2 separate regions of the Mus musculus genome follow, and region 1 is linked to region 2. A link is a contact called in public Micro-C data. All regions are on one chromosome and are shown on one strand. The core of a region is the stretch at or near the end of the contact, and the rest is flanking DNA. Distances in the headings are between cores, read along the strand shown. Region 1 has its middle 180 kb from the start of Gm31330. Region 2 overlaps Gm26535 (a long non-coding RNA gene).

Evidence for each region. Hi-C and Micro-C count contacts between places; a contact is called where the count stands out from the background.
Region 1: a Micro-C map of muscle stem cells shows a contact between it and region 2, with 5 times the contacts expected there. The contact joins two enhancer-like sites. A contact is called at or near these places in 4 of 484 Hi-C or Micro-C datasets (the C2C12 cell line, embryonic fibroblasts, muscle stem cells and 1 more) and 2 of 115 datasets of contacts at active chromatin or transcription factors (bone marrow-derived dendritic cells and pancreatic cancer cells).

Annotation. Positions count from the first base shown.
Region 1 is chr10:37,609,489-37,616,004 of GRCm38.p6, reverse strand. No RefSeq gene overlaps it. Among named protein-coding and RNA genes, the nearest start is that of Gm31330, 180 kb to the right of the region's middle. Within about 2 kb of position 1,859, at least 18 of the 459 cell types and tissues checked have an H3K27ac peak or open chromatin away from gene starts, as enhancers often do. A contact at or near this core is called in the C2C12 cell line and muscle stem cells, where this site is marked.
Region 2 is chr10:37,336,157-37,342,637 of GRCm38.p6, reverse strand. It overlaps Gm26535 (a long non-coding RNA gene), which reads right to left. Exons shown (of 5, transcript XR_871577.1): 4 at 5,122-5,254; 5 at 3,690-4,817. Among named protein-coding and RNA genes, the nearest start is that of Gm26535, 20 kb to the right of the region's middle. Within about 2 kb of position 5,192, at least 173 of the 459 cell types and tissues checked have an H3K27ac peak or open chromatin away from gene starts, as enhancers often do. A contact at or near this core is called in the C2C12 cell line and muscle stem cells, where this site is marked.

The DNA of each region.
Region 1 (6,516 bases), core at 610-3,109, 280 kb before region 2:
AAGATGGAGCTTTTATTTTCATCCTTTCTAGGAATAATTCACTTAGCAATAATACAACTTTATATATACAAGAAGTGGCATACATTTATGTAACTACATAAAGTGGCATATATATATTTTCATGAAATTACTTTTAAAATATTTGAAGTAGGAATATGTCCCCAAATCCCTATGACCTGAAAGAGCTTTAGTGTGAAAGGAATCCAAGCACCTGAATGTATCATGACTTTAATTTTATATTTTAAGTCGTTGCCTAAAAGAAAAAGGGAAAAGAAAAAGAAAAAAATCCAGACACTAACTAATATTCACACATTTTATGTATTAGCCTAAGACAGTTGCTCAGATCCATTGTTCTTCAGCTGGGCAAGGAGACCTGGTGGCCAGGCTTCCAGATCCAGAGCAGGCTTGTTGGTGCTCTGACATTGATTGCACCTCTACAAAGATGATTCTGTCTCACTCCCGCTGCTTTTTGATCACCACATCTGTAAAATACAAATAAGCAAACTTCACTGAAAACAGAAAACATGATCCAATGTCATGTCGTCTCCCAGGAGCCAGTGAATCTGTTAATTTGTAACTAAGCTGCATTGAAATTTTCATTCCTGAGGGGGAAAAGAACAATAAAAATAAATAATAAAACTCACCAAAACAGCCATGGCTAACAAAAAGGGGCAGCTGGCTGCCTCTTATCTCCTTTCATATGACTTCTCCAAAACAACTGGGATTGTATACCACTTGGTAATGCTTAGCCTTATTGTCATTTGACTGCATATAAAGCATCAACATTGGTGGAGGTGATATAAAAACAATCATAAAAGAAATCTGTTCTTTTGATTTTATGCTGATGTTCAAATTCAAGTTCCCTACCAATTTCAATATTCCTTGTTTTCTGCCTACAGTTACCATCACATAAAATATACTCACTCAGTAAAGTGATGTGTAGAAATTCACAATTCTTTCATTACTTATTCTTAGATATCAACAGTCTTTCAAGTTTTAGGAAAAAGAAATGGTCAATGATAATCAAATGTATTAAAGTATCATATTAATTTACTTTAAACAGACCAAATAGAATGTCAGCCTTTAGCCAGAGAATTTATAGTAATCTTTGAAATACCAAAGTTTTGAGCATCTCTACTTTCCTTTGTTCTCCCTGTATCCAGGGATGGAGAGATGTCTCAGTGGTTACAATCATTTCCTGCTTTTGCAGAAGACCCGGCTTCAGTTTCCAGAACCCACATTGTGTGTCACAATCATCTGTAAGCTCATTTCTAGAGGAACAGATAACCTCTTCTTACCTACCTGGGCATTAGGCACACATGTGGTGCACCTACATACACGAAGGCCAAGCATTCATATACACAAAATGAAAGAAATAAACCTTAAAATGTTAAGTTTATATCAGAGCCAAAAAGTCTTTTGTGATTCAAAGCAAAAATGTACTTTGGAATTTTTGTAACACTAATCTCTAAGAATAGTAGCAATATGACCAAAGGGGGTGTGTGTGTGTGGGGAGGGAGAATAATAAACTATAATGAAAAACTAGAGAGGTTGAAAACATGTGATTTTTCCTGGCTTTCTCCAGTGGGTTTCTAGTTGGCCATTGAACATCCCTGTTAGTCCTCACTGGTCCCTAAGTCACCAAGGAGTCAGATGGTAAATTTTCCAGCCAGCTCTATTAAGTTTCAGTTTAAATGCTTGCTTTACTATGTGTTCTTATGAGCACAGTACTCACATATTCGAGGCATTCATTCTAGATATGATTTAAAACTAAATCATTTCTAAACAAGCATGAAGAGTCCTGCTGCTGTTATTTAGCCAGTGACTACAATAGGGAAAAAATGAGTTTTTCTGCTACTTGTCTGATCCTATAATCTGTGCAGATGAGTCACCCTTAAGCAGTGAACCTCCAATAAACTAGCCCAAGTCTTTCACAGTGGTTTCACTGACACTACAAATGACAAGACAGGGACAGCAGACTATTTTTGAGATATGTGGCCTCCCTGACAAATTCTCAGAACTGTTTGGCTCAATGAGATCCTGAAGACTGTACTGGTGTGGGATTGTTCTATGCAAGAGGCCTTCCCAGACATTTCAGTTTTGAACAAATTCAATATTCCTTAGGACAAGAGTTGGTAAAAATTAGGGCTAGCTATTATTGTCATTTGACTTTGCTAATTAGTATTAGGAGTAATAGTAAAAATAAATGCAAATACAAATAAACAAAAATACAGAAACCTGAATACATTTTTGAAGGATGAAGGTGGGCTGAAACACACAGTTGATTTAGTGTTTGTTTGCCTATTTGTCTTGATGTTGTTTTGGCTTTTTAGAATAATCTCTCACAAATTACTCAGGCTGGTACCAAATTCATTAATTAGTTGGAGCTAGCCTCAAACTGGCAATCCTCCTGCCTACAACTCCAGAAGGTTGTTTCTGTGCAGCAATGACTAGCTTTGAGTTCCTTAATGACATGAAATAAAAGGTGGAGACACTCTGAAGGAGCACAAAAGACATAGATGTATAAAATGGGCCTGGTGTAACAGAATATGGCATGTCCCAGGACATGTGATCTTGTGTCCCAGTTTTAGTTTTTGTTTGTTGGTTTGTTGGTTGATTGGTTTGTTTTTCTTGTTTTATTTTGTTTTATTGCTATGATGAAACCCATGAACAAAAGCAACTTGGGGAACAAAGGGTTTATTTGGCTTATACACCCATGTCACAGTGCCTTGTGGGAGGAATTTGGGGCAGGAACTGAAGCAGAAATTATAAAGGAACACTGCTTGTGCCTTTGCTCTGAGGCTCATACTCAGCTCCCATGACTGAATGCCCAGGAGTGGCACTACTCACAATGGACATAGTACTGCCCTCAATCAGAATCAAAATATGCCCCCATAAGTCAGTCTGTTGGAGAAAAATTTGTCATTTTTGATGTTCTAGTATCATTTGAGATGTTTAGATTTGTTTCAGGTTAACAAAAGCCAACCAACCCATTTTACTACATCACCAATGTCAACCAGTTGGCCAAATAATAATAATAATAATAATAATAATAATAATAATAATAATAATAATAATAATGGCAGTTTGTTTCTTTCCAGTATAGAAATAACTTACAGCTCCTAGTGTACTTACATTATTTATCATTCTGCTTTAAAGCAAATCCTTACTATCACCTGACTTGTTTATTTATCCAGTAAGAAACTGTACAGAATACTAAAGTGCCAGAACTGGACACTTATTCCTCTGTTCTGAAGGGAGAAATAATGAGAGAGATAGTCCTTTCTTCAGTGTTCCTTTTTTTTTTCCTCAAGCTTCATGACAGTTCCATCCCAGGTTAGCTTGCTTTTCTAGGTCATCAGAATGTAATTATTAGCCTTATTGCCATGCTGGGATAATATCTCTAAATTCCAGAGGCTTTACTAGAAGAAAGAATACAGATCTGTAGAGAGCAGGACTCCAACACACAAAGGACAAGTGTATAATTCTGAACAAAAAGGTGTATGAATTGTTGGTTTTATTGGATGGGGCTAATGGCATGTAAAAAGGGGGCAGGCATTGAAAAGAGCATAAATGTATCTCATAACATTAAAGAAGAGAAATGCCACAGTGAAGACATTGGGCTTCAAGAAGTGAAAGGATGCGACACAGGGAAAGGAGCACCTCCTTGGAAGTAGGTGAAGTATGGATGTTTAAGAGTGATCACCAGAGCCTGGGGAAGCAAGAAAGAGAAAAACACCTTACTTGGAAGCTGTTAAAAAAAAAAAAAAGGTTTTGTGTTTCCAAGGTAACAAAAAGCTTAAAAATAGATCACTTATAAAAAGAAATAAATTATAAATATGAGAGTTGCCAATATCTGTTTGGTACTTTTTTTATTTTCAAAACTAGACTACACTCATTGCTGCACTTAATTCCCTACATCCCTGAGCATCTGAACTAATTCATCCTGAGTGGCTCAGTAGAGTCTTCATTTCAATAACCTAAGCCATTCCCTCATATTTATTTCCATCTCTTCCCCTGCCCAATGAAATATTATAGGTCCCAATCTTCTTAAGAAAATTTTATTCTTGTGCCTGGAAATATCCCAGGAATACATTGCTAGTTCTATGTACCAATTTTTCTTTCATAAGGCACAATTTCTATTTCACAGTTGAGAAGGCCAGAGCCTAGAGACATCTTATTTTTTTTTCACTCAAAGAAACACATTTGCAAATATAATCAGAGGTTTGGGTTAGCCTAGGACTATCATTTGCCCCTTATAGAACACTGTGCATCTATGCAAGTTCAGCAAAAATAAGTAATATAGGGCTTTTCTTAATCCTTATTGAGTACTCAGAAAGTATGTGCGAGCTAGGTCAAATGAAGTAAATATCTCTGTAATTTCTTAGGTCCCTACTGGAGACATCTCTAAGAAATAAGAAATGAGAATGTCCTCCATAGCTTACAACTGGGTTGAGCAAATACCTAGAGCATAGCCTGGTGAGAAGTTTCCATCAAATGTGACAGGAAGAGTGCCTCATTCACTGTACTGTGAAGTCAGGTTAGAGCTGAAGTTATATTCCACACCTGACTGTCCCATAGCCCACATACTAAAGAAGACCCAGAAATGACTTTTCTGGATACTTCTATGGTCTGAGGTACTGTGTTAGATATGTCACTGATGGCTTGTGAGCTCCAGGGATGGATGTAAGGCATGAAGCAAAAAGGAAGGTTTTCCTTCTTCATGCCCTTATACCATCATCAACATGACACTCAACCTTCATTTTGGTAGTGCCTATTGTGTTCCTTAAACAGGTATATAAGAGCACATAATGATCCCACAGAATGATGTTACCCTGTGTTATGTCACAATGGCATTGCAAGTAACTTCACCCCTAGCTGTCATGTTTTATATGGACCCTCTGGCATATTCAATTTTTCTCTAAGACCCCAGACCATGTGTCTGGACAATAAGGAAATTAAATACAGTGCTACCACACTAAAAATGAGCTCATGAGCCTAATAAATCAATATAAAAGCCATCTAGGATCTACCCCTAGAAATCCAAGGGAAGCCCGGTTTCCTCTTGTTCTAACCTGGAGTCATCAGATTCATACATAATTATAAACATAATGACAAGCCTGATGTTCTCCAAGTTCCTTGGGCCAAGATTGACAACTGAGTGCCAATCCTCTTGTTGTTCTACTTGAACCTTGACTTTAATGCCATCCTAACCACACTTTACTAGAAATGTGAACCTTGGCCTCAGGTAGGACCCACCTGCAGAGTTGGATTGTTACCAACAGATCTAAATAGATCTCATGCAGAGCTCCACCAGAAGATGGAAGAATCTTTAGGGTATGTAAGAGAGATGATATTATTCTTAGCATTAATGAGAATAGGAAAAGAAAAGAAAACAAAAGAAAAGAAAACAAAAGAAAAGAAAAGAAAAGAAAAGAAAAGAAAAGAAAAGGAAGGAAAAGAAAAGAAAAGACACCATGGTTACATGGTTACTTGAAGTATTGTAAGTGAAAAAGAACACAGGTCTTAGAATCAAGGAAATAGACCTGAAGTCTAACTTTATGAAACTTGTTGGGTTTTCTAAGTTCTAGTTTCCTTACATTGAAGCTAAGAATTTAACTTGCCTTATAAATGTTCATGTTGTATAACCTCAAAAGAAAGATTGTAGAAATTGTTGCAGTGAAAAAAAAATACATAGTATAAGCCTATTTACTATCAACCTTAATTAAAGGCCATAATTCCAATGCTTTTAAACATATAAATTCTTGCATTCTAGAAATAATATAAGTATTTCTCTATTTTATAACTGAATGTACTAAAAGATGTACAAAAAGGTGATGATGCTCTCAAACTGTTCCTTCTAGTGAGTACTGATGTGACTCCACGTAGAAATAAGTTGCTCCTGAATTCATGGTTAATGCATGCCAATTTAAGATTAACAAGCAAAATTTCAAATGAACAATTTCTTCTTACATTCTAAATTGATATTTGCCTCAGTCTCATCATTATGAAACAAACAAACAAAAAAATGAACCTACTCAAATATAAGTGGGTGTGTATGCACACATGGATTCATTCTAACATACATTTATATATTGAAAACTATAGTTGGTATTAAAATCAAAAGTCTCATTGTAGTTTATCAATGTTTTTTCCTGAATTTTTCTTGAAAGTAAATGGCTATGTTGTACAAAGCTTACTTTTATTCAAAAAGCTCATCTTGTATAATAAAAAACACCTAAAAGAAACACAAGAAGATAAAACAGTGATCTTGCTATACACTAAAATTTTGCTCTGAATATTTCCAGAAAGTAATAATAAATAAAAATACCATTATGCCTTATATAAATAAATATGACCACATATTAATAAAATTAATTATGTTGAATATAAATAAATAATATCAGAGACTAGCAAAGTTCTGTAATATGTGTCAGGTTCATAGGTTACATTTTGATGTTTAAAATGAAATGCTGTCTGCCATGTCTATATGGCCTCTAGTACTTTTGCCCTCAG
Region 2 (6,481 bases), core at 3,943-6,442:
TGGTAAAATCATTAGAATTGTGCTTCTCAACAAACAATAAATGCTGCCCAAGATGTGGGGAAAGCGGAACCATACATCCTGTTGGGGGAATGAGAACGTATGTAGCTGCTATGGAACTCAGTAATGGAGGTTCCTCAAACCAAACTAAAAATAGAGGTTCCAAATGACCCAGCTGTACCAGTCCTGAACACACAAAAGACTCTAAGTCAGCAAACCATGGGCATCCTTGTACATGCATGTTTATTGTTGCAAAATTAGCAGTGGTCAAAATATGGAGCCAAATAGGACGTCTATCCACACATGAATGGACAGAGAAATGTGATGTATGTGAACTGTGAGATTTTATTTGTTTGTGCAGAAAAGTAAAATGATGATATTTACAAAAAAACAAAATGGCTATACATTGGGATTGTTTTATTAAATACAATTAGAAAAACCAGTGCTGGGAGTTGTCTCCCATATGAAAGTGTTACATTTGAATGTACATATACTCATAAATAGGTATTTGCATATATATGAATGAGAGTATGTGTGTCCACGGTGAGAGTAGAAAGGGACAATGAGAAGCAAGAAGAGGTCTAAAAGGAGGGAAGACAGAAGAGGTTAATGAAATATATGTGTCAATAAAACTGTAGTGAACTGCTTAGGGGAAGAAAGTAAAGCAAGAATGTTCAGATAAGAATAAAATTTGATACACATGCACGAACACACATAGGAAATTTCACAATGAACCCATTTCTTTATGTGCTAAGCAAAAACAAACAAACAAACAAAAAACAAAACAAAAATGAATAAATAAATAATCTTTCCTTTTCAGAGAATAATCTAGCTAATTCACTATAACACACACACACACACACACACACACACACACACACACACACACACACTTACCCTACATAGTCACTTATTTGATGCCTCTAGATATTATGTGACACTCTCCTTGCCCACTGAATCAACAAATCTCTATTATTCTTGGAGCCTGCTACTTTACCTATCCCCTTACCTAATCCAACCCCACCACCAGGATTGCCACAGCCCTCATTTTAGTTTTTTTCCTCTGCATCTATTTTTTTTTTCTAGTTATAGTGCAGAGACACACGAACAATAACAGGGATTTTTTTCTCTAACTGTCTCTGAGCCACTTGATGATCACAACCCTACCACTTAAGTTTCCTCCAACATCTCTCATATCTTTAACATAACAAAGTTATTCTGTGCATTAGCCCAGAAACATTCAGTATTTAGACACTCAATAAATATCTGTGAAATAAGCGAGTTATCCTGGAGTCTTTTATTTTATATGTGTATATAATGTATATATCTGTGAAATAAGTGAGTTATCCTGGAGTCTTTTATTTTATATGTGTATATAATATATTTTGATGACATTCATATCTCATTACTGTTTTCCCCTCTATTCCCCATTGATCCCCTTTCTTTTTCCTTCTACTTTCATGTGTGTGTGTGTGTGTGTGTGTGTGTGTGTGTGTGTGTGTGTGTACATGTTTTCACATGAGTAAGTGGAAGGTATCTCTCTCCTGCAACCATTAGCCTTGATCCTCAGGGAGAGGTGGAGCTACATGAGTCCCTCAATCTTTCTCCTTTACCACCACCAACCCACCCCCCAACACACACCCAGCAAATAATGCAGGCAATTAGCTCTGCTCTTGCTTACCCATGAGAATGATATAAAAGACCCTGTAGCTGAAGATACCATAACTTGGTTGCAAGACACAGATCAAGTTGTAATTTGGCTGGAAGCTCCCTATCTGCTGGCTAGCTTTCATTGTGCTATACAAGCCAATGAGTGAGAACTGTTTTTAATAGTCTTACTTACTTGGAACCCTGTGATAGTACCAACTGGCCAGGTAAGATGTACTCTTTGGTTCAATGGTGGAAAGTCTGTTGTGGCAGTTACAAACCGCCTTCTGATTGGAATTGAAACCTGCTCAAAAGGGAATTGACATCTGATACTATAAACCCAGTAAAAGTCCATAACTTGAGGAATGGTTATAGGCCCTAGTAGAGAAGCTACCGTTATTAATTTGCTAAACATGGCATACCTGTCAAATTGCTTTCTAATTAATTGTGTTTATGCCCATAAAATAGTGCTGCTATTAATTCTGGCCAAAGAAGCTTTTTTCTTATAGTGGTCAACAGTGACTATAAAGACTCTTAATTGGTTAAAGTGCTGAGCATAAGATGAATATTGAATGTTCATCGAGAAATGGAACATTTACAATACCCCCTTTTAGTCTCAGCGAACATGGTGGAAGATGAGAGAAGAGACCCAAGACCAAGAGAAAGGGGGATAGGGATGACACAACTGTAACACTCCTGAAGTCACAACAGCATAATTACTCAGACATGATTTCCACAAGATGGGGCCAGTTAACATGTGGGGTGGGGATCATGGGATTCTACTCCTCCCTCTGGATTAATAGAAAGATATTATTTAACATGGGGAAGGAGACACATTTTCTTCAGTAGTCACTCATTGGTAAGGTGCACAGGGTCCTGTAAACAGCCCCTCCTGTAAACAGCCCTAATGAAACTTATCGGGTCACACACACACACACACACACACACACACACACACATGCATTCATACACACATACACACACACTTACATGCACACACACAGGCACATATGTACATACACATATATAACCATACACACATATGTGCACACACATACACAAAGCAGCACATACCGGCACATGCATACACACATGTGCACACACATATACACACATACATACACATTCTGCAAGCACTCTGCAGCTGAGCTGCAGCTCGGATCCTGTTTCCTCCTTTATGCTTTTGCAATATTTAATGTTACTCAATGTCATTTCAAAGCACTTAGCACAAAGCTGTATCTTTTCACGTGCTACAGATTGTGCTGTGACAGACCCTCAAGAGGTAAATTCCCTGGTGATACAACATGGAAAACCTGAAACAAACACATATACACATACACACAAAGGTATATACACACAGAGACACAAATATACAAACATACATATATATATATGACACATACACATAGCATACACACAAGCACATCATATAAAAACATACACCTATACATCCATATATATCCTACACAGGCATGTAGATACAAAAATATAAACACACATCTATGTACCATACACACTCATATATACCCATATATACATACCCACAGACATACACAAACATTTATATATATATGTTTATGTATGAACACACACACACACACACACACACATATATATATATATGTATATATATGTCACACGTATACAAATATATGTGCATGTCCATTTACAAACTACACAAACATACAGGCATGTGTCTACACAAACATATACATATCACACACCCATACACACACATATAAATATGTACTGCATACATATAGACATATGCACATATAGCACATAAACATATATACATATATACATACATGTACACCACAAAGAATACACAATTATATACACACATCACATATAAACATAAACATGCCCATATATGCAATGTATTATATAATCACATACACACATATATATATATCCATACAGACATAACCATACCACATATGTGCAAGCACATAAAAAAATACATACACACAAATACTTATACAAACACAGAGATGCAGGCATACATACCATAATTCAATAAACCCATTTAATTAAATTGACTATTTTATTGTGACACATGGCATTTAAATTACAGAAAATTTAAATATAAATAACAGAAAACACTGCAAAAATGAATGAATGTGACTGTGTGTGTGTGTGTGTGCGTTGCAGTTAAAACTCAAAAACAGAATTTGAAGAGTCCACCTATGTGGTAACTCCATCCTGGGGGAGGGCGCCTGCTGAGGTGCTGGGCCATCAATTTGCTTTAGGAATCCCCTGTGATGTTTAGAGGAAGTGAGGACAAGAGCTATACAGCCCCAGAGTTCCCCAAGAATCTCAGAACCCTCTAAATTTCCATTGGTGAGGGAGGAGGGTGAAAGGGAAAGAACAAAATAGGGAAAAGTCAGATGAAGTCATCTGAAGGGGATGATAAAAGGATCAAGGGCTAGAAGCAGAGCCTGGGGATAGTCCCTGGCTACCACCACCGTTTGCCCTATCAGAGGCCTGGAGCCATAGCTGGAAGGGCCAGTTATCTGGAAGAGAGCTGTAAACTCCAGAAGGGAAGGCAATACTTCTCCATGGGACTTCCCTGACAGGGGTTTCAGATCTTTCTCTGAAGCAACCCCAGGGCTTGTGACAGGGTTTCAGGGAAATGAGACAACTCACATGCAAATGTCACAGGAAATTCAGCACTGAGCCTTGCTGAGCAGGAGAAAGCACTCCACAGCCTAAAGGAGAACAGAAACCAGTGAAAGGAAGCCCCAGAGAACCAGAGAACACCTTACCAGGTCCTCTGTAATAATTAGAGTTACTACTGACCACCTACTGTGTGCTTAAACTCTGAGCACCTTCCCACCTATTCTTACAACACGTGTTATGAAACAGACATGATTTCTCCCATTCTCCTCTGTCCAAAGAAAGAAATACTCTCATCACAAAGTTTTATGGTTATGTGTTTCCTTGTGACAAGTCACAGATAAGCTTAGGTCTATTTATCATCCATAAGGTTATAGAATATCACAGCCTAAAATTAGCTGGTCCCTGGCCCAAATCAATCTGTTATCAATTAGTTGTGTAGAAACAGACAACTCATGTAGGTGCTTCAGGTCTCAGCTCTCTCAACATAGAATGGGGCTGCAATGGGGGTCTCTTCAGCCTTTGGCCTCCACAGGAAGTCATTTCACGCCAAACTAAGTAAGAAAATTACAAAATCACCATTAAATATTTTTAAAAACAAACTATGTATTGGGTTTATCATGATCTTGTTCCCTACTGATAACATACACTTCAGGGTAGTTAGCTTAACAAATTAAAATATTTTTAAAGTTGTGTTTTGGAGATGACCATGAAAATGGAGACAAAGTACTCAAAGTTAGCTCTCTGTCAGCAGAAATGAGGCACAGGAAAAAAAAATCAAGTCAACATTCTTCCTCCTACCCCCACCCCCAACCCCGGGAGTAAACCATCACTCACCGTGGGAAAATGATTACTTACAGGAAGTAAGGCTGGTGAGTCATCACACTGTTGTTCTGGGACTCTGAAGTGAAGCAGCAGAAATTAGCAAAAGGACTGAAAGGTTGGGGTGTGGTCTGTGACTTGCCACCAACTCCTTTCTGGGCATTGCAGGCTGAGGAAAAGCAAATAAGCTTTGGGGATATTGAGTCACAAGGCACTAAATCACAATCCTGTGCTGGGCTGAGGATCCCAGGGCAAAACCACACAGCTCAGCTTCCGGAGTCACTCCTTGAGCCTGAGTTCTCAGAACTCCAAAGTGTCATTGATCAGCAAACACCAAGTAATGCCACCTCTGGGCTTGTCCTGACAGGCAACCTGCTAAGTCCTGCCTGTGTAAGAGGCAGCCTCCTTATAGAGAAGATCAGCAAGCCTCAAAGGAGGACTTCAGTCACTTAGCACTACCCTCTCCTTCAATAATGGAATAATATACAGACACCACAATCACACTTCCTATTGTGGTCTTAACAAATAATACTGCACTTCTATTTTCTCCTCTGCAACTAATTAACCTGCTGCGAATGCTTTTTCCACTGGATTTTTCTAGTTGCCCTTTGATGCCCTTAGAAAATGTCTGAACAAGAAGCTGTTCTGTAATCAGAGGAATAGAAATACACAAAAAATTTTAGGATGAATCACCTACTACATATGCAAACTCTTAGGAGCCTGGGGTCCAAGATGGGAACACTGAACTCTTAATGTCTTGGTTTTCTCTATGCCATCTGTGTCTTGAAGCAATGAAAGGAAAAGTTCGGTCCGAAGATGTTTAAAATTCTCACAGGTCAGGACAGGCTATTGGAACAGTTTTTGTTATAGAGCCTGGACTGAACAGGACTCTACGGCTAAGGACACCAGTTCCAGGGTCATTTGCTGTATTTAAGTCTGCCTTACCAAGTTAAAATAATACAATCACAGACCCTAATATGTCCATTTTTTATTGGTGAACTGTGTAATTGTGCTATAGACAAATTATGGGCAATACAAAGCATTCAGAGAATTATTAAGATGATATTTAAGACATATTTGTTTAATTAATTAGTCCTCCCCTGTACCTCACTGAGCCATGGGGTTTCTGTACCTCACCCTGGGCACTAAGGGTCTTATGGCATGACAGAATTAATGTGTTAAGTTAGTTTGTAGACAGTTCCATGTCCAGAGAAATCTTGTTAAACCCATAAATCGTCAAGCCTGCTTGAAAAAAAAACACAATGTAGGTGAGCTTAGACCATGCTCTGGCTGCTCAAAAAGGCATTTCCTCAGATGCTCTGGGATCTTTGCTCCTTAGATTAATTCATTGAAATTTTATACATGTATATATCTTTTAATCATACCCACCTCCATT